Linked DNA regions of Mus musculus: region 2 is linked to region 1. A link is a contact called in public Hi-C data. All regions are on one chromosome and are shown on one strand. Each heading gives the region's core, a stretch centred on a gene start, on an enhancer-like site or on the middle of the called end of the contact. The rest is flanking DNA. Distances are from core to core; before and after follow the strand shown.

Region 1 (2,533 bases), core at 23-2,522:
ACTTTGGACTTTTCCCAAGCACTTCTAACTTTTACCCACTTTTTGTTTATTTGTTCCTCCCTCCCTCCCTCCCTCCCTCCCTCCCTCCCTCCCTCCCTTCCTTCTCTCCTTTTCGAACTCATCAGCACATGTGTGTGTCATAGTCAAAGCTATGCTCTCCAAAGGAGATGGCTCAGCTGGTAAACTGCTTGCCTCAGGAGTCTGAAGACCTGAGTTCGATCCCCCAAACACACATAATGAAAAAGCCAGCCCTAACAGTATGTGCTTGTAATCCCAGTAATGAGGTTAGCGATGGAGGGTGTGTGGAGACACCTGGATCTCCAGAATTACCTGGCCGGGCTCCCTAACCTAAGTGAACTCCAGGCTAGTGAAAGACCAGATCTCAAAAAAGCAAGGTAGACGGTAGCTTGAAAATTGTGTACACACACACAGGCATGCACATATGCAAGCACACACACGTGCACATACACACACACACACATACACACACACACACCCCTGACAAATTTACATTCCACTGCAGTGACTGTGAGATGAAGGAGGCAAAAGCCAACAGGGGAATAATTAAGATCATCATTGAGTCTCAGAGATGCTTTAGAGGAAAGTCCTTGACTTGTCAAAACAAGGATGAGGAGGTATTTTAGATACAGTTAGGCAAAGACATTCAAGTTGTCTGAATTAAGACACAAAAGAGAAGAAGGCCCCAGACATGAAAGGCCGCAGAAAGAGAAGAACCAGAAACAACTGACATATGGGTCTCTGCAAGAAATAGAAGGAGGGGATCAGGTCCCCAGGATGACACAAGTAGCAGGTAGAAACAAACTGGAATTTGGCTATGCTGGAGTCAGAGCAGAGCAGCTGCCTGGTGTTTTAAAAGCAAGCAGGAAGCCACGTAGACTGTCCGGCAGCTTCAGAGAAGTACTGAAGAAAAAAGAGGTGGGTATGGTGTAGAGTTCAGATAAGGGAATCAAGGTCTGGATGGAAGAAGCCAAGATAGCCCCAATCTCAGCCATCAAGGAGGCCAGCTGACAGCCTTGTGCTCACGTGCACTGCAATCATGTTAGTGGAATGAATCCCACAGCTGTTCATGGACAGGACTGTTTGTCCAGCCGACACGACGCCTGAGACCCTACAGTGAACTTTGGGTGAAATGCTGACAGAGCAAGTCAGAACAAAGATCCTTGCACATGTGAGCTCTTCTCCCGTACAACAGAGAACGGCAACTATACAACATCTGTGGGTGGTGGTGACACACTCCCATCACCCACAGCTTTACTTAGTGGAATCCCATTGTTAGCGTCTGGGGTGCCAGTTACATGACTCAGACCCAACCAATACTCAAATATCAAGCCATTTCCTTCAACAACTAAGCTAGGTCTATCCACTCTGGGCCAGCTTCAAGAGGACAAATTCTACAGAAGTGAACCCTGAAAATAGCTAGCAGTCCCTTGCCTGTGCCAGTGGTCAAGGATGCAGGCTGTCCACCACACCCTTTCTTCCTTCCTTCCTTTCTTCCTTCCTTCCTTCCTTCCTTCCTTCCTTCCTTCCTTCCTTCCTTCCTTCCTTCCTTCCTCCCCCTGCCTCCCTCCTCTCTCTCTCTCTCTCTCTCTCTCTCTCTCTCTCTCTCTCCTCTTCTCTTCTCCTCTCCTCTCCTCTCCTCTCCTCTCCTCTCCTCTTCTCTTCTCTTCTCTCTCTCTCTCCTTTTTATATAAGCCCCATGCATCTAAGGCTACTTTCATACTTTCTTATTATATAGCCAAGAATAACTTTGAACTTCTGGTCCTCTGTCTTTATGTCCTGAGTGCTGAGATTACAGGTAGGGACCATGGTTACAGGTATGGACCATGACTCCCAGGTCCTTCAAGGCTGTCGGTTGAGCCCAGGGCTTCATGCACGCTAGGCAGGCATTGAGAGCTACATTGCAAGCCTGCTTACTTACGGTTTGCTTTTCATGGAACTTGGGGCATCAGGCAAGTGATTAGGTGATCGTCAGCTCTTCTCAGGAGAGACCGTTATTGATATGATATTGATATTGATATGGCTTAAGGACGCTTTACGTCTCAACCTGCCATCACTCCTGCCTTTCTCAGCTAGTCATCAGGACAGCAAGCTTCCTAAACCGCACCCTTCCTAGGCCACCTGGAAACCTCATGAACTCCCCTGGTGCACAGCTCCTCAGCTCTAGAGAGCATCTTCCCAACGAGCTCCAGGAGAAGACAGGACTCCACATGCTGTTTCATCTACCTCCTTCTATCCATCAGGCTGGGGAACTGTCCTGTGGATTCCACACTCTAACTTAGCTCAGCGGCAGCTGGGCAGGATGGGATATTTCTGGACGCTTTTTTTTCTGACTTTCCTCTAATGTTCCCAGTTCTGCCTCCTCAGGAGTTGCTGGTATTTCTGGGGCTTCTCTTCCCCAATGCTCTGGTCCCCAAATGCTGGTGTTTCTGGGACTCCCCTTCCCCAATGCTCTGGCCCTCGCCTTTCTTCCTGTGCACCTGCATGTCTAGCGCTCTAGATTCCCTCTGTTTCA
Region 2 (2,533 bases), core at 21-2,520, 56 kb before region 1:
GTCCCCAGAACCTGCCTAGAAATTTTGCCTTTAGTGCCACTGTTCTTATGACTTTCACATATGCTGTCCCTTCAGACTAGAGTTAAATGATAGTGACATACAAACGGAGGCAGGAGGATCAGAAGTCCAAGGTATCCTTGAGCCATGTAAAAAGCTATAGTGACTACAGGTGCTCACTCAGAAGTGAGCATCTTCAGTCTCAGCACATCTACAGGGAGATACGGAAACGGGAGATGGAGACAGCCTAGAAGCTCCCAGACCAGCTAACTCGGACCATGCCACGCATCAGAATCAACAGGGAAGGCGACCAAGAATCAACAAGAAGGCAACCGAGAATCAACAGGGAAGGCGACCAAGAATCAACAAGAAGGCAACCAAGAATCAACAAGCTGGAAGGTGAGAACCAACTTTTCAAAAGTTATTCTCTCACCTTTACACACGCTATGACACACAAGTGTATTCCTCCCTTGTGAGCACAGGTCACTCACTCACTGCCTTGCTGTCCCGTGTGTGTGTGTGTGTGTGTGTGTGTGTGTGTGTGTGTGTGTGTGTATTTGTGAACACACACAAATAAATATTTAAAATTTTGTGCACACACAAAGACACAAATAAATATTTAAAATGTTCAATACAAAGCTTGTAAAATTAAACGTCTCCGCAGAGCTATTAGGAAGCATAAACAGACAATGTTTGGCAGCAATAACCTTTAAGTATGGCAACTGGCTCCAATGCTTCTCAGGATAAGCTTTGAGAGCAGAGTAATCACAGCAATCAGGACCCTGGGAGACACTCAGTGCTGTTCAATGTGCTGGAAAGACCACTCTGGCCGCAGAGTTTCGGGTTGGATCCTTGCCTTGCCCTAGGTTTTGTTCCATGGCCCTTTCCCGGCATTTTCTACTTCTCTGGTTTATGTACTATTCGATTTCTGAAATTCTGGATGTGGACAGTTGGTTAGACTTCATTGTTCATTCCTCACTGAGCTGGAGGAGGGTGCTACACAAAGCTGGCTCTCAGCTAGTGTCTCTAAGGCGAAGCTTGTACTAGGCAAGCCTGGTCACACTTGACATTTTTCCTCTGCTGATGCGAAGTTTGGATGCCGGGAAAGGTGACAGAAACTCAACGAATTAGGGACGGAAGAGAGGATGAGATTTCCAGAGAATGGTACCCTCTGCCAGCAGGCTTGGCACTCGACTCCAGTGAAACCGCTGACGACTCCAGAAGTCACAGTCGGAGATATGGGCAGATGAGGATAGTGTGGTCAGCCTTACTATAAAGACCTCTGAAGACACACGTGGGGTTTTTACACAGTGCACAATTACAGAGCTTGTTGAATCAGCTGCTTCTATGAGAGTTATGGAAATTATTGAGGATGGGAGATTAGTTCTGGGGCTCAAGAGTTGGCTCCGTGGGCAATGCGCTTCCTGTACAATCACACAAACTTGAGTTCAGATCCCCCAGCGGCCACATCAGAGCTGAGCATAGTGGAGTGTACCTGGAACCCCAGGACTGGCTGGACAGCAAGATGGGTGGATCTCATGATTCACCGAGATACAGCTGAAGTGGTGAGCGTCAGGTATAGTAAAAGACACCTCAGAAAGTGAGGCAGACAGTGATAGAGGAAGACACCTTCAAATGACCTCTGGCCTCTACAGGAGCACAGTGCATGTATGTGCGCTCGCATACATACTCACTTATTGTCACCAACACACACATTGGTTTTAAAAAAGAAACTATCTAAGCCTTGTTAGACTCTATTTAAGGAGTATAGAAAATAAGAAAATGGTTCTGGAAGCAAGTAATTCACACATGTGTACCATACACATGTGTACCATACACATGTGTACCATACACATGTGTGTATTTAATATGTGTCTATCATGCATGCGCTAACATGTGTACTAACACATATATACTAATATATTAACACAAATGCATTAGGAAAACTATGGTTTGCTTTTTAAATTAAAATCTCATGTACCACAAACTGGCCTTGAACTCATAATTTCCCATCCTCTGGCTCCTGAATGATGGAGTGACAAGCCTGGACTCCCAGGCTTGGTTGATCTAATGTTGGCTATTGGCCACATGAGTTCTATGATCTTCTCTGTATGTGGCTCTCTTTACTATCATGACTGTGTGTGTGTGTGTGCGTGTGCGTGTGCGTGTGCGTGTGCGTGTGCGTGTGCGTGTGTGTGTGTGTGTGTGTGTGTGTGCGTGCGTGCGTGTGTGTGTGTGTGTGTGTGTGTGTGTGTGTTTTACTTATAGAAAGAAAATATCAAGAACTGGCCATATCAAAGTCATTTTTAGGTGCAAGAATGAACCAGTGGGTAAGAAAATTTGCTTTCTGTAAGATTATGCTCCTGAGTTTGAATGTTCAGTGTCCATGTAAAAAGTCTCACATGGCTAAGCATGCCTGCAACTCCAGCACTGGATTGAAGAGACCGATGGATCCAAAGATCTAAGAGGCTGCCAGTCTTGTCCAAATGGCAAGCTTTATTGTTCAGTAAGATGCCCTGTCACAAAGTAATAATGT

The links. Hi-C and Micro-C count contacts between places; a contact is called where the count stands out from the background.
Region 2: a contact with region 1 is called in a Hi-C map of muscle stem cells, with 1.8 times the contacts expected there. The contact joins two enhancer-like sites. A contact is called at or near these places in 4 of 39 promoter capture datasets (the C10 cell line, the HPC-7 cell line, hippocampal neurons and 1 more), 6 of 484 Hi-C or Micro-C datasets (cerebral cortex, cortical neurons, forebrain and 2 more) and 2 of 9 other capture datasets (liver and pancreatic islet).

The regions. Positions count from the first base shown.
Region 1 is chr9:115,928,975-115,931,507 of GRCm38.p6, reverse strand. All of the region lies in intron 1 of Gadl1 (glutamate decarboxylase-like 1), which reads right to left. Among named protein-coding and RNA genes, the nearest start is that of Gadl1, 21 kb to the right of the region's middle. Within about 2 kb of position 1,272, at least 5 of the 459 cell types and tissues checked have an H3K27ac peak or open chromatin away from gene starts, as enhancers often do. A contact at or near this core is called in muscle stem cells, where this site is marked.
Region 2 is chr9:115,984,683-115,987,215 of GRCm38.p6, reverse strand. All of the region lies in intron 11 of Gadl1 (glutamate decarboxylase-like 1), which reads right to left. Among named protein-coding and RNA genes, the nearest start is that of Gm31234, 8.0 kb to the right of the region's middle. Within about 2 kb of position 1,270, at least 1 of the 459 cell types and tissues checked has an H3K27ac peak or open chromatin away from gene starts, as enhancers often do. A contact at or near this core is called in muscle stem cells, where this site is marked.